Regions from separate parts of the Mus musculus genome. Here all the other regions are linked to region 3. A link is a contact called in public promoter capture Hi-C data. All regions are on one chromosome and are shown on one strand. Each heading gives the region's core, a stretch centred on a gene start, on an enhancer-like site or on the middle of the called end of the contact. The rest is flanking DNA. Distances are from core to core; before and after follow the strand shown. Region 1 holds the start of Arvcf (armadillo repeat gene deleted in velocardiofacial syndrome). Region 2 holds the start of Slc25a1 (solute carrier family 25 (mitochondrial carrier, citrate transporter), member 1). Region 3 holds the start of Ece2 (endothelin converting enzyme 2). Region 4 holds the start of Gnb1l (guanine nucleotide binding protein (G protein), beta polypeptide 1-like). Region 5 holds the start of Vpreb2 (pre-B lymphocyte gene 2). Region 6 holds the start of Tbx1 (T-box 1).

Region 1 (3,783 bases), core at 536-3,035, 2.3 Mb after region 3:
CTGGGACAAGAAAAGGCGACCTGGAAGGGGAGGGGAGGGAGAGAATGAATGTCGGGAGCCACAGAGCACAGACTGAGCGGGGAGGAGTGTAGCAGCTGGGACATGGGAGAGCCTTGGTCACCAGCGTCTGTGCAGACAAGTGCTGAGGATGGCACATCTAAGAGGCCCCAAGTGGGCACTGGCTTGGCCGTGCTCGGAAGCACCTCTGTCATCATGCCAAGTTTTTCCTGCCTGACCCCAAATGGAAAGTGGTCATAGACAACAAGAAGCATCAAATACCTCAGATGACACAAACTTGTAGGTTCAGGCCTTTTCAGATAGCTAATATCTCTCTAGACCACCTGTTTCTGAAGCAAACTTAACCTCAGAACACAGGGACCAACTTCAACATCCTGGTATATCCTCAAGATCCTGAGACACTCCCCAAAGCAGGCAACACTTGCTCTGGATAGACTACCCGGGTCCTGGACCAAAAGAGAGGTAGAAGGACTGGGGATCCCAGTGTGGAATTACAGGCACTCAATGCATAGCTGGTCCTACTTAGGGAAAAGATATTCCCAAAGACAATTTGGGTATGGCTCCATCCCTTAGCTTTATAAAAGTAAGCATGTGTTTTGCATTTCGGATTGTTAGCCCACATTAAGAGTCTAGCCTAAGAGTTAACACAAACAGAAGCATTTTCTTTCTTTTCCATCATTTCTAAATGTCTGAATCCTCAGAGACAGTCCCCTAGTACCTTAGACACTGATACCTGACACTGAAACAAATAGTTAAATATTGAATATAAGTAGCATTTAATTATTTAAAAATTAAAAGGGGAAAGCCATGGTATCCAGGCCTCCTGAAGCAGAGCAACTCCAGACTTGCATATTCTCCAGGGCTGGTGTCCCACTGAGGAATGTAGGGGTATCTAGGGAGGAGATTCAAGCAGGGACACCAGACAAGGGATTCCCAGCAGCGCCTCCTCTCTCTTTTGTGAGGCCTTAGGAGCATCGTCGCTGCGTAGGGACATTCCCTTGGCATCGCCAAGACCCTGCGCTCACCAACAGCCGTACCACCCCGGGAAGTTCCCCAGCCTCGCCGCCCGAGTCCTGGTAAAGTTTCCATAGCCGTCGGGTCCCTGCTTGCAGGCTCTGCAGTGGCTCGCGGAGGGCAAAGCTGTGGGAGCTGGGTCCAGTTCATCCCGGAGGCTGAACAGCCCGGAGGCTGAAGCCGGCGCCGTAGCCAGGTTGGACAGAGCCCTGAGGTCATGCACAAAGGGACCCGCCCCCAACCACCCGGGTCTCTGGGGACCCGTCGTGTGCTAGAGCGCGGGTGAGCAGAAGAACCAGCTTCCGAGCCCCACCCAGACCTAAAGTCCGAGCCCAGGACCCTGTCCCTATCTTAGTCCGCATCTCAGTCTAGACACTATACCAGCTCGCTCCCCCAGGACCTACCCCTAATCCTGGCCGGGGCCCGAGTGTCCAGCCCCAGGCCCACAGCCGGACCCCGCCCACCCGGCCGAGCTCACCTGGCGCGCGGCGTGGGCGGCTCCGCAGCGCGGCCTCCGCCCCCAAGACAGGCGTCCCCAGGTCCCCCGGTGCGCGGGGAGCGGCCTCTCCAGCGCCCAGCACCGAAAGTGGCTCCCGGGGCCACAACTTGTGCTTGTGAGGAGGTGAGGGGGGGAACACTCCTCCTCCCCTACTGGAGCAGCCAGCAAGCAGGCTAGCCCTCCTACCCCTCCCGCTGCCCGTGCGCAAAGCGGACCTGGCCGGAGACGAGGCCTCCGCCCCGCCCCATCCAACTGCGAATTTTCCCATTGGTAGAGAGACGCGCCCCGCAACCCGCACCGATTGGATGGATGTGCAGAGATTGCGGCTTGCTGTTGGGTTCCTGGTATTGTCAGTCTTAGCCCAGGTCGGCCCCCTAGCAGAGCAGGCCCTGACACCTGCCCGGAATGCTGTGGCTGCAGCAGCTGCAGGAGGCTCGGAGTTGCCCCCTCCCGGCCATCTTCAGAGGAGTTCTGGGGATAGTAGGCCCTGAGCTGGAACTTGCAGGGCAGGCGGTCACTCCCGGATTCCAGCAGCGTTGTCTCCATCTCCACCCCAAGTTCCCAGGTATCCTGCTGTTAACCGGACATTGAGCGTCGATTCCTTTCTATTGGCATAGAATGGTATTTATCTTACACTCCGCAAGTGTAAAGATAAATCCCATTTTACAGATAGAAAATTGAGGCTTTAGGCAACCAGGGCGTGAACCCAGTCGTTGGACTTCCAGCCTTGGGGGCTCTCTCACTGTCCCCATAACCCCTGCAGCAAGGACGAACAAGGTCAGCTAGGCTGGTACAAAGTGGGGATGGTTGCAGTGATTTTGAGGGCAAAAGCAGACTCTAGAAAAACTAGAGCTTTTTTTCTTCTATGAAGCCTGTATTTACAGAGCCTTTGGGCACTCCCTACAGCTGCATGAGACTGCTCTTTCCCCGGGGCAATGAAAAGCGTCCTCTTCCCGGGAAAGGGGAATTATGTGTTTATCTCTTCCCCACTACACCCTGGTGTCCCGATTTCCTCTGCCCTGCTTTGAGTCTTGGAGAAATATCAAGGAGCTTTATCCACTGCCTGAAAAGATAAACACATATTTCCCTACTAGGTAAAGCACACCAAACACATCTCTGCAGTGACATAAGGCAGTGGAGGGGACCCACGGGGGATGCTGTAACATAAACAGGAGATGGAAGTGCAGACTGTGGAAATGAATCTGGCCTGTGCTTGCTCAGAAGCCTCTTATCCTGAGTGCACTGGAAATGAGCAACTCTTCTGGGCTGTCGGTGTTTCCCAAGGCCCCTTACAGATAGTGCTAATGGAGGCCAGGGTGTGTGTGTGTGTGTGCGTTTGTGTGTGTAGGGGGTCTACCCAGATGGTCATATTTCACCCACCTATGCTGAGTCCAGTGTGCTCACCCAATAAGGGTTGCTTGGTGAAGACAAAGAAAGTAAATGCCTGGAGCAGGAGCTCACTTCTGGGTCGCCTACAATACAAATTGATACCAGGAGCTTTTCAGAGTCAAGGCAGTTGCTACTAATCCGTTGGTATTGCTACTTGAAATGAACACCATTTGGCATCCTGGTATTGAGATATTGTTGCAGCTCTGGCAAGGCAGAGTGAGCAACTCTAAGAAAGCAGAGTCTTCCAAGAAGGTAGCTCTCTCTAGGTAAAGCTGTAACTACAGCTCTCTACTAACTACAGCTGTCTTTCTGGTTAAGTTGCTGTGTGGTGGGGACTCTCTTTCCTCAGTTAGAAGTGGATTTAGTCAATCCAGCTCTACCCTGGCCCGTACTCATCCTGGAGCACCTCTCTTGAAGACCCCATAGCTCTGGATCATACCACTTCCCCATACTTGCTGATGGGACAGAGGCTGAACAGGTTTTTCTCTGCTAGAAGAGGGCAAAAGGGAGACATAGCCTCCCAGTGTAGGAATGTCCCCTTTTAGAGACCTGGCTGCTTTAGAGCCTGATCATCAGCTGCATAGAGGAAATCAGGGTGGATAGAGACAGCTCAGATAGGTTTCAGGGCTGCTATCTTACAGTCTCCTTACCAGGGCCAATAATGAATATCTCCCCCCTTCTCTCTGCCTCTCTGTCTCTCTGTTTGTCTCTCTGTCTTTCTCTCTGTCTCTGTCTCTCTCTCTCTCACTGTGTGTGTGTTTCTTGCTCTGTCTGTCTCCCCCCCCCCCACTCCCCCCCCCACTCCCCCCCCCCCATCCTCCTTATCCATCCAGCTGCTGGCCATTTCTGTAGGGATAGTGCTG
Region 2 (3,671 bases), core at 150-2,649, 2.7 Mb after region 3:
TGCATGGAACAAGCCCTCAGAGGCTGTTGTATCCTGAATATACTGGGTGTAGTGAGTACTAACACTGGTGGGAGAGGAGGACAGGATGCCAGCTGGCCTTCACCAGCTGTTGTTACCTGAGCTAAGAGTCCAGTTGTGTGTGTGTGTGGGGGGGGGGGTGTTCCAGCTGCACCTCTAGCCTGGCCAACCTCCCACTGGCCCCCAACTGCCATCCCCATACTCCTTGCCTCCAGACATCTGCTGGCCCAGTGCCTTAGGCTCTGATGAGTGGAATTGATCCTGTTCCTTCTGCCCCTCGACCACACAATGGCATTCAGTACAAGTACTACAACCCACAATCCCCCAACCCGACCCCCCCCCCAAAAAAAACCAGCAGAAGCCAGACTAGCTATAGGCTCTCCTCTGCTATCCTACAGGCTTACCCTATTAATACTCTACAGCGCCTGCCTACAAGGAGCCTCCTTTGAGTGCTTTTGTTTATACTGGGTAATGTGTCCACACCCAACCCTCAACCCATTTAACCTTTTCTGGGAAAGGAATCACAAAGGACTCCAACTGGGAGGTACAATATCTGGGCACTCTGTTTTAGCTAAAGCCCTGTGATAGCTTCTGAGCCAACCCAGAGCTGGGGGAGATCACTGACCACCCCCAGCGACTGCTTCCTTTCAGACAGCAGGGAGGTGGACCCTTAGGCCTCCAAAGGTCTGCAAAGACTCCTGGGAGCTTCACCCCAAGCCGGCTAGGGCTGCCCCCTCCAGGCGGCTTTGAGGATATGTGTGGCAACAAAGACTTCTCAAGACTTTGAGCCTCCTGCCGACCATAAATATTAAAACATGTTTATCAGAGCAAAGCAGCTCTGCCTGGTGATTGTGTGGGTAGGCGGGACAAAGGCCAACTTAATAGGCCCTTCAAAGATTCGCTAGAAACTGAAAGGAAGGGAAACCTGCATTTGTCGGGGGAACCTGCCTAGGAAAATTCTGTTTCCGGACGAATCCGGGAAGGGCAGAGTGATCATCGCACTGCCCGGGAGGGTGCACGAAGGCCAAGCTCTGTTATTACAATAATTCAGAAGACTGAATTCACGCACCGGGGTGGATGTGTCCCTACATCGCCCCCAGGATCTCGAGGCCCACCTTAACCCCAAGGCGCGCTCCAGACGCACGTGTCTCTAAACTGCACCTTGACCCACTGCTACCCGCCTTGGCTTAGCGTTGCTGTCCGGAGACCACGCCTCCGGCGGGGTTCTCCGTCTCCCCGGAATCCAGCACCGGCCATTGGCTGCTCTCAGCTCTCCGCCCCGACGCGTGCCCCAGTGCATCCCGCCCAAGCCTCAGTTTCCCGGCTGGCACGGGGCGTGGCGTGGGCGGGGCTCAGCTCAGGCCACGCGGGGCGGAGCCCGGGAGCTGACGTGACCACCCCGCCTCCCGGACCAGAATTGGTCGTGGTCTCAGTAGCCTCCGGCTCCGCTGCTTCCCGAGAACCCCGCGCCGGAGGCTCGGACCCGAGGTCGACGCCGGGCGCCTCTCCTCCTGCCCGCTATGGCTGCGCCTCGCGGGCCCCGCGCTCTGTCGGCCGCCGCGCCGGGGTCCGGGAAGCCCAAACTGACGCACCCCGGGAAGGCAATCCTAGCAGGTGGGTCACTCGGAACCCCAACTCAGAGCCTGTCCGACAGCGCTTCCGGGTGGGCCGGGGACGCCCAGGCCCCGCCCAACTTCCGGAGGGGCGGAGGTGTCGGGGTTGCGACCCGGGACCCCTAAGTCCACTCGTCTGCTGTCGCTCAGAGTCTCTTGGGCACTCCAGGCGGAGACCACCGGGTGGGGGCGTGGGCATCGTCGGGACGCTGGCAGCGACGCGGGCAAAGTCCGGGCGGGGGAGGGGCCGCGCGGCGGCGGCAGCGGTGGCAGCGGTAGCGGCTGGGTCCACCGGGCAAGGGTGTCCCTAGCCCCAGGCATTTGGTCCCCACAGGCGGCCTGGCTGGAGGCATCGAAATCTGCATCACCTTCCCGACCGAATACGTGAAGACGCAGCTGCAGCTAGATGAACGAGCGAACCCACCGCGGTACCGGGGCATCGGTAAGGAGGGACTCCCGGGGGTGGCTAGGGGGACACTGCGGAGCAGAGGAGCTAGGGTCTTGACCGCGCCTCCCGTAGGAGACTGCGTGCGGCAAACTGTCCGCAGCCATGGCGTCCTGGGCCTGTACCGCGGCCTCAGCTCCTTGCTCTACGGCTCCATCCCCAAGGCGGCTGTCAGGTGAGACTCTGCTCTGTTGAAACGACCCGGAGGGAGTGGCCGCAGCGGGCCCCCTCACATGTCTTCTTCATTAGGTTTGGGATGTTCGAGTTCCTCAGCAACCACATGCGGGATGCCCAAGGTAGGCTCGACAGCAGGAGAGGACTATTGTGCGGTCTGGGTGCCGGCGTGGCAGAAGCAGTGGTAGTCGTGTGCCCTATGGAGACCATCAAGGTGAGGGATTGAGCCTTTCAGGGGTAGCCAGGGTATCTTCGGGCTCCCAGGTTTTAATGGCATGTGCCCCCATGGAGGCTGTCAAGGTGGGAAGGGTCCCCACACATATGCACCAGGTTCGTGGTAAATGGTGGCAGAAAGGGTCTCCTGTGGCGGCTCATGCGTAATAAAAGCATGAGCGAAGTCTTCAAAGCATAACTCACTATTCAAAGTCTAGGAAATAGCAAATGTAACGCTGGGGAAACCCTCTGAGGTCTTGGGGCCTATGTGTAATGGAACTCAAGAACAGCCTAGGGATTTCCTGCAGAAGAGCTGGGAGTCCCCAGCTTTGGCCTAACGTTGGTAAGGTCTGGGTCTGCCAGATAAAGTGCAGATGTGGCCAGGAACCAGGGCCATTGCTTCCTTCCTTTTAGGTGAAGTTCATCCATGACCAGACTTCCTCCAACCCCAAGTACCGAGGATTTTTCCACGGGGTTAGAGAGATTATTCGGGAACAAGGTAAGCCTGGAGAATGGAGACCTGCTAAGTGGGACAGCATCTACTTGAGTGGCTCCCCCTTGACTGCAGGCAGGGCCTGGAAGGCTCCAGCTTGACTCCTGTCTGCCTGTCCCAAGGGCTAAAGGGAACATACCAAGGCCTTACTGCGACTGTACTGAAGCAGGGCTCAAACCAAGCCATCCGATTCTTTGTCATGACCTCCCTACGCAACTGGTACCAAGGTACACCAAACCCTGAGGGCAGCTTATTCCTGGAAGGGCAGGCACACCCTACCCCAGGTTTTTCCTAGCCTCCAAAGCTCCCCTCTGACTTAATCTTCCCAGTATTCTGACTGCAACTTACTCCATCCAGGAGACAACCACAACAAACCTATGAACCCACTGATCACGGGGGTCTTTGGAGCTACTGCGGGTGCAGCCAGTGTCTTTGGAAACACACCTTTGGATGTGATCAAGACCAGGATGCAGGTATGGATGGGAGGCTGAGAGAGTAGGGATATGAGCACTAGCCAGAGGCTAGTGTCTAAGGACTCTGCCCTGCGGTGTCCTGCAGGGCCTGGAGGCACACAAATACCGGAACACCCTGGACTGCGGCTTGAAGATCCTAAAGAATGAGGGGCCAAAGGCGTGAGTAGGATAGAGGAGAGCTATTGCCCCCATTCCAGGCCCTCTTTTCCTAGGTGGTCTTCCTTCCCACATTGCTCACCTCA
Region 3 (4,002 bases), core at 1,309-3,808:
GACTGGAGATTGAATTTAGAACCTTTCACGTGATAAACAAGTGCTATCCCACTGAGCCATATCCCCGGTTCTCTTCTCCTTTTGGTAAACTCAAAAATAGGGTCTTAGTAAGTTGGCCATTGGGCTGGTGAGATGGCTCAGTGGGTAAGGCCACTGACTGCTCTTCCAAAGGTCCTGAGTTCAAATCCCAGCAACCACATGGTGGCTCACAACCACCCATAATGAGATTTGACGCCCTCTTCTGGTGTATCTGAAGTTAGCTACAGTGAACTTATGTATAATAATAAATAAATCTTTAAAAAAAAATAAGTTGGCCATGCTTGCTTTGACTTTCCAACCTCCTGCCTCAGTCTCCTGCATAGTTGGAATTATCAACATACATTAACAAACCAGGCGAGCCGGGTGATGGTAGCACATGCCTTTAATCCCAGCACTTGGGAGGCAGAGGCAGGCTGATTTCTGAGTTTGAGGCCAGCCTGGTCTACAAAGTGAGTTCCAGGACAGCCAGGGCTATATAAAGAAACCCTGTCTCGAAAAACAAAAACAAAAATAAAAACAAAAACAAAACCAAAACCAAAAAAAACCCCCAGGTTCTTCTCCCAACCCCTTTCAGAAGAAGTCTCACTGTATAGCCTGGGGTTGGCCTGGAACTTACTATTTAAACCAGGCTAGCCTCAAACTCATAGAGATTGACCTATTTCTGCCTCCTGGCTGAGTTTGGGGATTTTGAAACAGGGCCTCACTGTGTAGCCTGGTCATAAAACTCACTCTATAGACTAGGCTGGCTTAGAATTCATAGCGATCCATCTGTCTCTACCTCCTGTGCTGGGGTTAAAGGTGCACACCACTCAGGGAGACGGAAAGAGCAAATTGTGGCTTTCCCTCCTGTCTGTGGATACCCTCAAAGGAGCCCCTGTTATTCTGCCCCATCTAGCCCACCTCCAGTTACTAAGCTTTCCTGCTCTCTGCATACCCTCCCTCAAGAGCTTCACAGAATGACCCACCTAATTCTGAACTTGTGAATATTTATTGAGTACCTACTAAGTGCTGGACCATGTGTCAGACAGGAAGCTTTCGATTGACAGTCTTCACTCACCAAGTAGGTGCTTCAGTATGGCCTGGTTCTGGTCCCAGAGGCTGTTGAAGGTGTTCCAGCGAGAACGTCCATTGGGTAGAGGGTTTCTTCGAATCCAGCCTCCACAGGAGAACTGGTAAAAGTCCTGACAGGGGCTCACCCCACGGTCTAGAGACTCCAGGATTTTTCCAGCTACTCGAATGCAGGCTTCTGTGACGCAGGTGCTATGGGCTGGGTCTGTGGCAAGAGACATGGCAGAAGGCAGGAGACTATCAATCGGGGTGGAAGAAGCAAAACCTTTTGAGAAGCCGATGACAGCAGGAAGTTGGAAAGGCTAGCCCCAAAAAGAAAAATATTGAGAGGACTTTCAGGTTTTGGCCCCCCTTAGCTGTGAGGGCTGCCAACAGGTGTGAACCCACCTACCTCTGTGGACCCACAGAGCCACGAGGCAGCCCAAAAGAAGGGCAGCCAACACTAGAATGAGGCCTGCCAAGACCAGCTCCAACTGTGTGTGTGAACCAAACAGTTGTCTTGTCCTCTTCTGGAATCCCACCTGGGGAACACAGGACAGGCGCAATTGAGTTGCATCGCAAGGACCCAATATCGCAGAAGTCCTCCCAGAAAATAAAGATATGAAGAAGGTACAGCCAGTTTCCAGAGTGATGGAGCAAATAGCGAGTGGGGGTTAACTTCGGGCCCAAAAGCAAAGAGGCAGGTGGAGCCTGTTTTGTGCAACGTCATGGCTTTGAAATGCCTCACTACAGTCCTGGCGCAGAGGCCAGAGATGGAGTGGAAACCAGGACAAGCGACCCACTAGAACAGCCACATGGTTACTGCAGGCAGGCATCATGCCAAAGGTGAGGCCTGATGAGAAAAGGGGAACCCCTTTGCCCACCTCCAGTGAGTCCCGGGTGGCCCTGCCTTCAACTGTAATCTCTGGTGATTCTTCATCCCGAAGCTTAGCACGTTTGTACTCCACCATCTGCAAACAGTTCGGAGCACCAACTGAGGTTGGGCAGCTAGGCCTTCTGCCCAAGGCCCTGCTCGGGTGTCCCTCGCTGGACCGGCTTCCTCCTTTCATGCACAGAGGGACCTTCCCCGGGTGTCAGACTCTCAGACTAGGGTCCCCTCTGACACCATCCCTCTCCAACCCGCAGAAGAAGCGCCATCACCGAGGCAAGCCGGGGTCCCAGCCAGACGCTGCCAGTTCACTCACACCCGCCCCTCCACACTTTGTGCCCTCTCCACCCGGGTCCTCTCCCCTGGAGTCCAGGGCCATCACTCACACTGCCTCCGCCACCCAACTCGTGCAGCGCGACGTTCATGGTGGAGTGGAGCAAGGCCGGGCCGCGCCTTAGGGCTGGGCGAGGTTGACCCGCCCAGGAACTACGGCCCAGGCCACCCGCTGAACCCCGCCGCTGCCCTCCATCACAGTCACTGCTGCAGCCCCTGGCTTGGCCGCGGCGGCCCGGCTTTCTCAGGTCTCCCCGACCCAGCGGCGCGCCCGGGGGTGGGAGCGAGGGGGAGGGGCGGAGCGCGCGCGGCTCCCCGCCAGCATCCGCGCCCAGACCACGTTCCGCGCAACCGCTGCTCTCCATCAAGCCTGAGAGCCCCTCAGGCAAGCCACCCATAATTTGCTTCCATTTGGTTGAGGCCCAATCATTGCTAATTTTTTTTTTTAACCCGGACTTTCCAAATTTCAGGCCTTCAATACTTTTAAACACCATAGAGGAGTTATGTCCCAGAGAGGAACCCCTTTACCTAGCAGAATGTCTGCAGGGTCTTTTTTTTTTTTTTTTTTTTTTACAGCAGGAAACCACAGGCAGTTCACCTCTATACAGGTGTCCATAGGATATCTACAACAGCACAAGGCTCCAAGCACAAAGAAACTCTAAAGCAACTATTCTGAATTTTCACAATGTATATACAGAAAAGCCCACTGTCATTGGGGATACACACAAGCACATACCAAGTGTTACGGCAGCATGCACTATACACACAGCTCACACTAATGCCGCTCTTACACATTGCTTCAAGATGGCACTTTCACTCTCCAAGATAATTGCCGTCATCGGATCATCTCATAAAGGGAGGGTTACAGATGGTGACAAATTGGCAGGGAAAAAAACAGCCATGCACAGATATTTAAAGAAAAGACATGCTAACACTTCCAACTCAGGAAGGCAAGCGATTTTATTTGGGAGGTTTACAAGAGGGAAAAAAAAAATCACCAAGCAATATTTAACTGAAACGCAACAGTGTGGTATCCATGCATCACCATCTGCCTTCCATATTGTCATTCCTTAAACAGGCAGGCGAGTGTTACAGTCTGTTGCGCCAAGGAGTGCCTCATGTTTTTTACAGTGCTGCGGAGGGAACGGGGACACCAAAGCATTGCCTCCTCTTCCTCTCCCTAACCAGGAGAATACCAAACCGTGATCTGAGGCAGCCTTAAGTAGTGAGTGGCAATGGATACTCATTTATTGATTCACACCTAAGTTCTCAGACATCTTATTGCAAGTGGTGCTAGCGTGGGCTATTCTTGAGACTGAGAAACGATGCAAGATGAATGGATTTGGCTGAGAAGTGCTAGACTGCTTTCTTAGGAACTGTTCCATCCCCAAATTGCATGTTCTCAAACAAGACAGAGCACAGTGTCACTGTTAGGATGAACAATTCTGGGTTTAGACTCAGTTTCCCCATCTGTAAAATGGAAATAAGAGTAGTATTTAGGCAGTGGTGGCACACTCCTTTAATTCTAGCACTGGGGAGGCAGAGGCAGTTGGATCTCTGAGTTCAAGGCCAGCCTGGCCTACAAAGTGAGTTTCAGAGGACCCAAGGGTACACAGAGAAACCCTGTCTCAAAACAAACAACAGCAAAAAAAAAAAAAAAAGGTATCTAGCTCAACTTGTGTTTCCGTAATTAA
Region 4 (3,612 bases), core at 199-2,698, 2.1 Mb after region 3:
GTGGTTGGATCTATCTGTATTCCAAGCTATGGTCACCAGAGGCCAGGCAAGGAAGGAGGACAAGGAACCCACCTGGACTCTCACACTCTGCTCCAATCTCTCTAGGGAGGGAAGCCCACCACTTGGAGAGCTCCTCTCAACTCTCTTCATCCCTATACACCTAGCCCAATTCTCCGCAACTCTCTCCTAGGAGCACCAAGTTCTGCACATGCCTTCACACCTGGCTTTCCATGTGTTTACCCCAAATCCAGAGTCAGTTTCTCCAAAAAGGCATAGCAAGGTTCATCTTTCACCAGCACCTCCCAACTGGCTTGTAACACTCAGCTGTCAGCACCCCCAGTACCTACTTCTACCACCCAAGCATTTCAGAACATCTCTGGTAGACCCTTGACTCACACCTGAAAGCCCAGCCCTTGACCTGGGATTCCCACCATAATTATCAGCCAGACCCAGTCTCTCAGTGAGTAATTCCCACAAGCCAGGCCCCACTCCCCAAAGTTAGGCTGCCCACAAACACCATGTTGCATGCCCAGAGCCCATGTGCCACCAAGACCTCTTGCCCCAACTTCGAACCTTAGATTTTATCTGCCTACCTGAGTGCCCCTGACAACCTAGGAAAAGAGCCCCTACCCCTGCGCGAGCAGTCAACTTCTGCTGCTTCCTTACTGAGATAGTCACTAGCTTTTTGAGCTTCATGATCATCCATCCCATGCTGAGGTCTCATGCCCTCAGCATGCCTGTCTGTTGAATTCTCTCGCTTCTCTCCGCCTTCCCTGCCTGGCACTAGGTAATTTCGTTCCTTTTCCCGGGCTGGACAACAATCTAGAAGAAGACGCAGGGCCGCGGCGCACGGTACTCTTCCTCCGAAGTTCTCTGCTCCCGAGACCCAGGAGACCCGGGAACAGAACATGCCCAAAGCCACCATGTGAGTGGAGGACAGACTACCTGCACCGCCCGCCCGCCAGAAACGCCATGCAGGACATTCAGCTCTTAAGCTCCGGGACAACTAAGTCCACCTACCTAGGACTGCGCCAGGAGGGGCCGCCAGGATCAGAGGCTCCGCTGGAGAACACCAGGCAGAGGGGCTTCTTCCGAGGGCAGGATCCCACCGCCACCTGCAAAGGGAAGAGCGAGATCAGGTGAGCGGGGACGGGACTCTTCAAGACAGGGCCCCTACGCCGGCTCCCCACCTCACGCCTCCACACAGACCCCGCCGCGAAGATCCGAGCCTAACGCAACCGGACCCGAGGGTCTTGCTGCCACCTCGTCGGCCACGCCCCCTCGGCGTGCGCGGCCACCCCCGACGTACCGGCTCTGGCGCTCCGCACGCCCCAAGTTAGCCTTCCCGCGGGGCTGCGCGCGCACGTTCGGCCCACCGCGCCTGCGCCGTAAACAGCGAGGCCTCCATCTCGCAGAGGGTCACACCGCGCCAGCGCGCCAGCGCGGAGGCTGATGGGAGCGCGCGCACCGTACTAAGTGGAGAGGCCCGGTGCGCAGGTGCTGGGTGGTCCTGGGTCCCACTGGAGCAGGCAGGGGGCGGTTCTCATGCGTTGTGAGTCCTGGAGGACTACCCAGAGCCGGCTTGGGTCTAAAGGCTAAGGGCGTCATCAGGCCTCCGGTACTGAGTGGCTGCTGAGCCTTCGGGCCTGGGGAGTATTTCTCTCTGAGTGGCAAGTGTCTGTCTTTTTGTGTGTGTTTTGTCCCTCCTCTTCAATGCCTAGCAGCTACAGGCAAGCAAGCTAGCGCGCTACGCAGCACTGTCACTTTAGAGAGGCCAGGAAATGAGCCTGTGTGCCCCTCACATGCATATGCATGGCTTGTCCCTGTAGCTCCTCTGTGTTCTTGTAGTGTCATCCATCCCACAACCAGGACATGTGTTTAGATGGGTCTTGGACCACGAACAGAAGGCTTTGCTGCATCCCATCTGAAAGCAAGCACACACATGACACACCACCTCCCTGTTTTCCCTGCTCTGATGACTCCTTTCATGAAAGATCTCTGAAATGTTATCTGCATTTACACCCAAACGCACTGGCTTTGATCCTTGAAAGGGGAATCAAAGATCACATTGTACCTTCCAAGGGTCTGTGGGCCTTTCAGTAGCTCGGGCCAAAAGCAATAAAAGTGGCACCCAGCCAGGAAACACCTCCTTGAAGTGTGAATGAAACTTAGCTTTTTTTTTTTTTTTTTCAGTTGTATCTTTTCTAATTGACCTGATAATTTAAACTTCCTCCCTTAAGGGAAGGGTTGTTTCTGTGAATTCCAATCACCCTCAGGCCCAAGCAGCTTTAGCCAGTTAATAGTGAACAGCAGGCTTGTGCAAAAGACTACCCAACTGTCGGCCTTTTTCCAAACTGCCTTTTGGGGGTTTTCTTGTTTTTTTTTTTTTTTTTTGGTTTTTCGAGACAGGGTTTCTCTGTGTAGCCTTGGTTGTCCTGGAACTCACTTTTTAGACCAGGCTGCCCTCGAACTCAGAAATCCACCTGCCTCTGCCTCCCAAATGCTGGGATTAAAGGTGTGCGCCACGCCCGGCCACCTTTTGGGTTTTATTTTAGGGCATCACCTCAAATGTCCACGACAAAAGTTAACATAGTAACCATTGTAAAGCATACAGTTCAGTAGTAATATTAATAAATGTATTCTCGAGGCTGTGCAACTATTGCCACCATATCCAAAACTATTTCATCACACTAGAAACTATCCATTAAGCACTGACTCCTCGTCTCCAAACCCTGAGCTCCCACCATTTGCAGTCTGAATTTGACTGTGTACCCCATGTAATTGGTGCTCATGAAATGTCCATTTGTGAATGTATTTAATTTCATATATTTTCAGGGTTCATCCATGCTGTAGTATGTACCTGAATTGCCTTCTTTTTAAGTGCTGACTGAGAGACTGGAGAGAAGGCACTGACGGCTCCTGCGTAGAACCTCAGTCTGTTTGCCAGCACCTACACTGTGGCTCACAAATATCCATAACTCCACTTCCAATGTATGATTTTTTTCTAGTTTCCGGTCACTAAGCACATACAGAGCTCACATATTACATGCATGCAGAAGCACTCATCCATATAAAAATAAACATTGGTTTTTTTTTTTGTTTTGTTTTGTTTTTCGAGACAGGGTTTCTCTGTATAGCCCTGGCTGTCCTGGACCTCACTTTGTAGACCAGGCTGGCCTCGAACTCAGAAATGAGCCTGCCTCTGCCTCCCGAGTGCTGGGATTAAAGGCGTGCGCCACCACGCCCGGCATAAACATTGTTTTAAGCCAGTCTTTAATCCAGAACTCAGGAGGCAGAAGCAAGTGGATTTCTATGAATTCCAGACCAGCTTGGTCTATATACTCAGGCATCTGTATCAAAACCACCTGTAGTGGCTATTCCTGGTTGTCAACTTGACTATATCTGGAATGAACTACAATTCAGAATTGGAAGGCTCACCAGTGACCCTAATCTGGAGGCTGGGAGATAGAAGTTTCTGATCTGGATCTTGATATGGAGATCTTGAGGCATAGTGGCTATGAATTCCAGAAGATTAAGACCCGGAGATCTCTGAGTTCAAGGTCATCTGGAATTAAAGGTGGCACACAACTTTAATCTGGGCTACACCTTCTG
Region 5 (3,770 bases), core at 767-3,266, 2.6 Mb after region 3:
AGAAAGAAAAGCTGTAAAGGCCCTTGATGAGACCCCCAAGCGTCTCTGGAACCCAGGCAGGAGCTGTGCACTCCTCCCTGTGGGACTGTGAAAGGCAGCCTGCTTTCTGGTCAATCTAGGTTTAAACCCCAGAGACCCAGCAGGTTCCTGCAAGGGACAGAAGGTCATTTGCCATGCCCCCAGACACCAGGCTCCTGACACAAGGCCTGAGCTCCATTCTGTGGCCATCAGTCATGTAGGGCAATACCCCAAGTCCCTGGTATTCTCCACCCCCACAGTTACCTGGCAACAGCCAGGTAGGCCTGGCCCACTATTAAAGGGGATGCTTGCCCCCTTACTCTCTTACTCTTGCCTTCCTCTCTTGCCCTCTCTCTGAATTCCCTTCCCCCCTAGCCCTGTGGTGGCAGACTGGACATGGGCACCATTCTAACCCACACCTCCCAAGCAAGGTTGGCCTTCTGTGGTAAGGACCACATTCTGCCCTGCCTGCCCCCCCCTCTCTCTCTTGTTTTGTTTGTTGTTTGTTTGTTTGTTTTTTGAGACAGGGTTTCTCTGTATAGCCCTGGCTGTCATGGAACTCACTTTGTAGAACAGGTTGGCCTCGAACTCAGAAATCCACCTGCCTCTGCCTCCCGAGTGCTGGGATTAAAGGCGTGTGCCACCATGCCCGGCTCCGGCCTCTCTCTTTAAGTTAGCTTAAAGCATCATCTATGGCTGCTTCTTTGCTCTAAAGATAGAACTGGATATTTCAACACAGTCAGGATGGTCCACAAAGCCAAGGCTGGTAACACCCGGCCTTTGGGGAAATGCTGGCTAGCCCATCATTCCTCTGCAGAGAAGGTAGATGCATCTTGATAACCCTGGGGCCTTCATGGCTATTCTGGAGCCATCTGGGGAATGGCTCACATTGGAGAGCATGTGCTGTGTACTGCATCAGGGAGCAGAGGCCACACCTACATTGCACATGACAAAGGTCTGTCCATCCCAAACCATCACTAGTAACAATGAGGGGAACCTGCTCCACACCTGTCACTTGGCACCTGCTCTCCCCCAAAGTAGAGGCTCAGGGATGGCATTTGCTGGGCTCCTTTGCTCGGTAACTGTGGAGATGACAACAGGAGACCCCGTCCTTTGCAAGAAGGTCCCCCTCCAAGATGCTTTTATCATCCATTTGCCCCGTGATCATAACAATAGGGTTCAGACAAATGTTCTGCCTCAGAGATGGGTACCTGGCCAAACTGAGCATGACCTTTGACCTAGCCAGCTCTTTAACTGGTTCTGAGATCACAAACCAGCCAGACCAAACTCAGTAAAAACAGCTTTAATTCTACGATCCAGCCTCCGATGGGGGCTCATAGCAACACCGCAGAACAAGGAAAAGCTGCATAACTCCATCTTCTAGGCTCTGCAAAGCCCCACATTCTACCCCTCCTTCCCATACCAGACTAGCCGAGCAAAGCAAGCTCTGTCTTCAGTTCAGGGTCTGAATGTCTCCAGAGCCTAAGATCCCAAATCTGTATACGACTTTTCTCCTTCCCACTCTCTCTCCATTCTCTTCTTTTCGTGGCTCCGGAGCCCCACAGCGCAGTAATACACAGCCTCGTCCTCAGGCTGCAGTTCAGAGATGCTCAGATACCCCAGGTTCCTGGCCGTATCTTTGGACCCGGAGAAGCGAGGTGGGATATCGGGACCCTGGTGCTTGTCTGAGTGTGAGAAGTATCTCAGCAGGAACCTGGGAGGGTGGCCCGGCCTCTGCTGGTACCAGTAAATGCTGTAAATGCCAATGTTATGGTCGTTGCTCAGGGTACAGGAGAGGCGGATGGTGGCTCCAAGGGAAGAAGATGCTGATGGTGGCTGATGCACCATGGGCTGAGGGCCACAACCTGAGAAGATAGAAGCATGTCCATCACTGGGGCAGAGCAAGGCCACAGGAGGAGCAAGGAAGCCCTGGACCCCAAGAGTTCCCTTACCTGTGAGGTGGGCCAGCAGCATGAGCAGGACAGACGTCCAGGCCATGGCTCCAGACCTGCAGCACCCTGCCCCCTACAGCCACTGCTCCTGGGACCTGACCAGCTGGGAAGCACTTTCCTTCCTGCTTTGGGGAGAGGGTCACTGCACCCCTGGTTCCTGCTCACCACCCTCCCAGGTTTTCTGGGCTCTGTAACTCTGTCACTTACCAGAATGGTCTAATGGAAGCCTTTGTGGCTCTGGGTTTGACCCAGGGAAGCATTCTGGGAGGAAGCACCTGCTGGAAAGTCATGGGCCAGAACCCAGGACTGTGGGCTCATCTCCCTGAGGGAGAGTGACCTCAACTCCCCCTGAGAGGCTGAGCCCCACAGAAGCAGATCTGTAGTTCACATTTAAATGCCTGGTGAATGGAATGAGAGGTTAATAAAAACCATGTCTTCATACAGCAGGAAATTTGGGGTCTCAGAAAGAGGAGAACGCTCTGATTCCTTCTGAGCTCCAGAAGAGCCTGCAACCTGAATCTTCCCCACCAAGAACAAAGTGGCTTAAAAAAGAGAAAATAGCAGGGGGCCTAGCTTCCTGCCTTCCCACACTCAGCTCACTGCACATGTGTCTACGACAAACTAAACTGTATCTCCATCTTACAGTGAAGCCATTTTCTCCAGTGGACCTATATGTGCATTTAGGAGCTATTAGAAATAATTAAGCTTAAATGAGATGGGGGGCGGGACCTGAAAACAGAAAAGTTGTAAAGATGCTGTGGCTGAGGGAGGTCAGGAGAAGGTCTCCATCTCTGTGCTGAGACATCCTGTGTCAGGTCCTTTCTCTGGAAAGCTTAGGAAGAACCTGCTGACACCCTGACTTTAGACTTCCCACCTTCAGAGATAGAAGAGAGTTAATTTCTGTTGTTTAAACCATTTAGCATGCAGAACCTTATCCCCTGCAGCCTTAGAAAATGGATACAGAAATATCCTACTCTGTGTTGGCTACAGTAATAAGATGTTATCCATCAGGTATCAAATAAACAACAGAAGCTTATCTTTTACACATCTCAAAGTTGCAAAGTCCAAGTTCAGGGCTCCAGATCATTCTCTCCTTCGTCTTTCGGATCATCTTCAGCTCCTGCTGAAGCCTTGTTTTCTGGCTTCCGGAGGCTGCACCTGTTTCTGACCTCACATGACAAGGGAAACGGAGCTATGTGGAGCCCTCTTATAAAGACTTACAATCCTCAAAGGCCCTGCCCTCTCCCCATCACCCTGAGGGTTCCTATTTCAGCCTGTGAATGTTAGAAGACACATATTCAAACCATAGCCAAAGTGACTCCAGAGTGTCCCCAAGAGCCTCTCCCACATGCTCATTCTCCTACAAAAAGCTGGAGTTTCCCTACCCTTGAACCCTTCTGCTGCCTATGTGACTCCTCATGTACCAAATAACACTGAGTCATCTTGTCTGCCAGTCACACATGATGGGGTCCACCTGAATAAATGAACCTATGTCTGGGCCAAGGCTGGAATCTATTCTACCTGCATTCTCACAGACCAATATCATCAGCACCAAAGAAGAGTAGGAAGACCTCTGCAGACACAGGGCACTTTGAATAGCCTTGTCCAGTCATGGTTGTAACCATGCCTGACCTGTTGCTCCTACCTTCTCACACATGCTTTGAGGCATAGAATGAACCATGGATACTCAGTTCCAGAATGAGAGAAAAACTATGGTCAGTCATTCACTCAGTCATTCACTCATCTCTGTTCCACTAGTCCATCCATGAGTTTGGCTTGTGTTTGTAAAAGGTACTAGTA
Region 6 (4,052 bases), core at 692-3,191, 2.0 Mb after region 3:
CGTCCTGGCCAGAGGCGGGCGGTGCGCGCGGGGTGCGCGTGACGCTCGGGCTCCAGGTCTTGTGCGGCCTGGGCGGCGTCCCACGGCTCGCTTCCCCACCACGAAAGCAAGCTGACCCAAAGGGCCTGTAGGGGCAATTGCTGGTGAGGTCCAGCTCTGCGGCACGGAGGGACGAAGGACTCCGCAAGCCCTGGGGCTATCTGCCTGTGGCCTGTGCGAGAGCCGGAGCTCTCTTACCCAGGTGCAGGGGCCGCCGGGGAGGAGGTGGAGGCAGGTGGGGCCAAGCAAGGGCAGGGCTAGACTCAGGCAGCATCTCAGTGCCTCGCCAATGCCCTGCCATCTCACATTGGGACTGAGTGTTCGAGACATAGAAGCTTCTTCTTGGGGCTGTAGACTCTGGTGGTGGCTTCGCCGAATAGAGGGGACGCCCAACCTCCGCAAAAGCTGCAGGATGTTCAAGGGGCGTTGGTCACACAGGGCCCCGGGAGGAGAGACCAGGGACAGAGAGCTTACAAGGCAGGAGGGCCCTGAATTTCCAGGGTGCTCCAAATGTTCGGACTCCTGGGCTAATATTGGCTGAAAATGGGGGGGGTCTCATGACGCCATAATCCCTTGGGCCCTGGACCGGCGGCTGTGAGTGGCACCACAGGCCCCCGCCCCCGGGCCCCCTGCGCTGGGCTGGGCGCGGTGCGGCTGGGCGTACGCAGTCGGAGGCGGCGCCGGTCAGGCCCGGGCGCCTATGGACGCGCGGAGCCCGCTGTCTGCCCGGGCCAGCGCGTTCAGCATCGCCTCTCTTGTTGCAGCCGAGGCCTCGGAGGGCACCGCCCACCGGGGCCCCAGGCCCTCGGACCGGGCGAAACTTCGCCGGCTACCAGGATCCCCAGCCGGGATGCACTTCAGCACAGTCACCAGGGACATGGAAGGTGAGCCCTTCTGTCCGCGTCTATACTGTCAGGCCGCCCGCCAGTCCCCTGCTGTGAGGCCCTGCGGCCCAGCGGGTGGGAAGGAGCTCTAGGCCGGGTGGGCTCCAACCTTGAAGCTGGGACTCTGGGACAGGAAGAAAGGGCGGCATTCCCCAAAGTCAGTCCACCCACCATCCTAGGACTCCAACTTCTGGGATTGAGCAGTCTTCTGAAGTCTGAAGAAGGGGCGCCTTTGAGCTGGAAGAAGCAAAGATGGTTAGAGAAGAGTCAGGGAACGCAGTAAAAGGAGGGGGCGGGGGAACAAAAACAAACAAACAAACAACAACAACAACAACAAAAACCAAAAATACAAATCAATGAGAGCAGCCAAGAGGGGAAAAAAAAGGAGAAAACAGAAAATATGACAAAGGTGAGAAAGGCAGATACACGCAAAGGAAATAAAGATAACGAAAGAGAAAATGAAGGATAGGATAGCTTGAGACAGAAATGTAACTTCATTAAAGAACAAGAGAAAGGCTGAAGATTCATTTACGATTGAAAGGGCAAAGACGAATAGTAGAGAACACACAAAAATAAGAGGAAGAAGTTAGACGGAAGGGAAGACATGAAAATTTGAAATTGGAGAGAGTGACACCGAGAAAAGAGAGAGGCAGGGGGTTTAAGAAGAAGCTGGAGCGAGAGAAAGGAGACAGAATGTGAGAAGTTGAAACCAGGGACACAAAAGGTAGAGGAAGAAGAACTTGGGGAGCGTCTGGCACAGAAGAAAAGCCAGAGCGCGCTGGCGGCGGGGAGGGCCGCGCACCGGCCCGTCGTCCCCGGAGCCGGTCGGAGCGGTCGGGGGGCCCGGGCCCGCGGAGCCTCGGCGGGGGAGGGGCGGGGGGAGGGGCACGGGCTATTGTCTCGGCGGGGCGGGGCGGGGCGGGGCGGCTCCGCGGGGCCGGCCCGCGGGGTGGGGCGGTGCGGCCCGGGGCGCGTGCGGCGCAGCGCCCGCCACTCGGCCCGCCGCGCGGGACGGCGCTCTGATCAGCGGCGGGTGGCCTTCGGGTCATGATCTCCGCCGTGTCTAGTCCGTGGCTCACGCAGCTCTCGCACTTCTGCGACGTTGCAGCCTTCGCAGCCAGCAGTCTGAGCGGCCTGGGATCCCCGTCGCCTGGCGCCGACCCGTTCGGCCCTCGCGAGCCGCCGCCACCGCGCTACGATCCGTGCGCTGCAGTCCCCGGTGCCCCGGGCCCGCCGCCGCCGCGCGCCTATCCTTTCGCGCCCGCCCCCGGGGCGGCTGGCAGCTCGGCGGCGGAGTCCGAGGGTCCGGGGGCTAGCCGCGCGGCTGCGGTCAAGGCTCCGGTGAAGAAGAACCCGAAGGTGGCCAGCGTGAGCGTGCAGCTGGAGATGAAGGCGCTGTGGGACGAGTTCAATCAGCTGGGCACCGAGATGATCGTCACCAAGGCAGGCAGGTCAGGCGCCCCTTCCCCGCGCCCCTGTCCACGTGCGTTCTGTGCCTCTGACTGCGTGTCAGGGATGCGCAGGAGCCCGGCTGAAAAGCGGATGAAGGTGCAGCGGGGCCACCTGCGAGTCCTTCTGGCCTCTCTGCTGACCCGGCTCCAGCGACAACCCGCGGAGCGCCAACCGCGAGTCCTGGGACTCTTCGAATTCGAGGGAAATCTTTGGGCCGAATGTGCGCCCGACTGCGGCGGTTAGGCAGCTGCCACCTAGGAAACTCCCGCGTGGGTTTCGTTCAGTATGTAGGGCAATCCAAAGAGCAAACATCCCCTAGGTGTATGGATAATTTTAGGAAAGAGTTAAGACCCTTAAAAGCCATTGCGCTCATTTTCCGGGAACTCGAGACCTGGTTTTCCTGGGCCTCAATTTTGGCCGCTTGTGGGCCCGGTTCTTCACAAGCCTGGCAGGGTATCCGTGCCAGTGCCTGGTTATTTGTTTTCAGGGCCGAGAGGGAAAAAGGAACAATTGCAGATGCTCCCGATTTGACCAGTAGACAAAGGCGGGTGCTGGGTTGTGTCTAATGTACACACCAGCTCCGTGGCCAAGGAGGCTCAGGGCCTGTTTGCAAAGCCTTCTCGAGGTTTCTGTTTCCCTGCTGTGCAGCCCTCCCTGGGGAACTTAGGCCTGTCCTTAGCTGCTGCTCTGTGGATTTTCTCCAGGCTCTTTAGCTGTCCATACCACCCAACACAGCCTCCTGAAGACAACAGCGGCTTGGCCTTCTGGTCCGGGCAGGCAAACGAGGGCCGTGAATGTCACTGGAGGGATTTAGAGGAGAGGGAGGAAATAGGAAAACATACGCTGAGCCTTTTGCAAACAGGTTCTTGGGGAGGCTCTGGCCAGGTCTTGAGAGTTGAAGGCTGGAGTGCTGGGGTGTCCGTGTGACTTGGGGGGAGGATGTTTGGGATCACTACTGCACCGGTTTCACTTTGTTGGACCCGGGAATTCTTTCACTTTGTTGGACGAAGCCAGGGAGGCTCTGAGAAGGGGAGACAAGTCCCGGGGCCCATATCTTAGTTATCCTGCTGCTGGCTGAGGCAAGGTCCAGAAAGTTCCAGAATTCCTGGGGCAAGGCTGTTTGTGTAAGCAAAGAAGTCAGAACAGGCGTTGGAATTCTGCAGCTGGGCACCTGGTTAGCCATTTCTGTGTTTCAGAAAGGGACCTGAGGCCTGACCTATTGCTGCCTTGCCCAGGGTTGGATAAGGGCCTACTTGAGATTAGAGAGCCAAGAAAGCAGCTTAAAGAGAGACCTGAAGGAAGGGCTGAGCTAGGGGCTGCCTGGCCAGAGAAGTTAAAGTGGAGAGTGTTCCTGTACTCCCCTACCTGAGGGACCTGACCTCCCTACCCCATCCCCAGACGAATGTTCCCCACGTTCCAAGTGAAGCTTTTTGGAATGGATCCCATGGCCGACTACATGCTGCTCATGGACTTTGTGCCCGTAGATGACAAGCGCTACCGGTGAGCCAGTCTTTGGGACCACTGAGACTAACTGTGTGTCCAGGGGACTGGGACGGGGTGGGGGTGTCCTTCCTGCTGACAGAATTCAAATGCCACCCACCCAAGCCGAGTAACTCTCTCATGACTTGGTCCTCCTGTACTGGCTGCCCCACAGACTGTTCCTGCCCTGCTCGGCCC

What was found. Promoter capture Hi-C pulls out the DNA fragments that hold promoters and counts their contacts.
Region 1: a promoter capture Hi-C map of hippocampal neurons shows a contact between it and region 3, with 5 times the contacts expected there. The contact joins the promoter of Arvcf here to the promoter of Ece2 in region 3. A contact is called at or near these places in 1 of 39 promoter capture datasets (hippocampal neurons) and 1 of 115 datasets of contacts at active chromatin or transcription factors (astrocytes).
Region 2: a promoter capture Hi-C map of pre-B cells shows a contact between it and region 3, with 4 times the contacts expected there. The contact joins the promoter of Slc25a1 here to the promoter of Ece2 in region 3.
Region 4: a promoter capture Hi-C map of pre-B cells shows a contact between it and region 3, with 2.9 times the contacts expected there. The contact joins the promoter of Gnb1l here to the promoter of Ece2 in region 3.
Region 5: a contact with region 3 is called in a promoter capture Hi-C map of pre-B cells, with 6 times the contacts expected there. The contact joins the promoter of Vpreb2 here to the promoter of Ece2 in region 3. A contact is called at or near these places in 2 of 39 promoter capture datasets (liver and pre-B cells).
Region 6: a contact with region 3 is called in a promoter capture Hi-C map of liver, with 5 times the contacts expected there. The contact joins the promoter of Tbx1 here to the promoter of Ece2 in region 3. A contact is called at or near these places in 5 of 39 promoter capture datasets (cranial neural crest, hippocampal neurons, liver and 1 more).

The regions. Positions count from the first base shown.
Region 1 is chr16:18,346,184-18,349,966 of GRCm38.p6, reverse strand. It overlaps Arvcf (armadillo repeat gene deleted in velocardiofacial syndrome), which reads right to left and starts at 1,785. Exons shown (of 18, transcript NM_001272029.1): 1 at 1,511-1,785. It also overlaps a transcript of Tango2 not described here.
Region 2 is chr16:17,925,947-17,929,617 of GRCm38.p6, reverse strand. Slc25a1 (solute carrier family 25 (mitochondrial carrier, citrate transporter), member 1) reads left to right here and starts at 1,399. Exons shown (of 9, transcript NM_153150.2): 1 at 1,399-1,632; 2 at 1,966-2,073; 3 at 2,152-2,251; 4 at 2,326-2,464; 5 at 2,878-2,962; 6 at 3,079-3,183; 7 at 3,314-3,429; 8 at 3,515-3,588. The coding sequence starts at 1,539.
Region 3 is chr16:20,628,407-20,632,408 of GRCm38.p6, reverse strand. Ece2 (endothelin converting enzyme 2) reads right to left here and starts at 2,558. Exons shown (of 19, transcript NM_139293.2): 1 at 2,362-2,558; 2 at 1,971-2,057; 3 at 1,499-1,628; 4 at 1,097-1,312. The coding sequence starts at 2,400. It overlaps Eef1akmt4-ece2 (Eef1akmt4-Ece2 readthrough), which reads right to left. Exons shown (of 20, transcript NM_177941.1): 3 at 1,971-2,057; 4 at 1,499-1,628; 5 at 1,097-1,312.
Region 4 is chr16:18,496,549-18,500,160 of GRCm38.p6, reverse strand. It overlaps Gnb1l (guanine nucleotide binding protein (G protein), beta polypeptide 1-like), which reads right to left and starts at 1,448. Exons shown (of 8, transcript NM_001081682.2): 1 at 1,310-1,448; 2 at 1,021-1,115.
Region 5 is chr16:17,978,811-17,982,580 of GRCm38.p6, reverse strand. Vpreb2 (pre-B lymphocyte gene 2) reads right to left here and starts at 2,016. Exons shown (of 2, transcript NM_016983.1): 1 at 1,971-2,016; 2 at 1,501-1,883. The coding sequence starts at 2,016. The coding sequence ends at 1,501.
Region 6 is chr16:18,584,858-18,588,909 of GRCm38.p6, reverse strand. It overlaps Tbx1 (T-box 1), which reads left to right and starts at 1,941. Exons shown (of 7, transcript NM_011532.2): 1 at 1,941-2,374; 2 at 3,774-3,875. The coding sequence starts at 1,971. It overlaps Gm35369 (a long non-coding RNA gene), which reads right to left and starts at 111. Exons shown (of 4, transcript XR_384718.3): 1 at 1-111.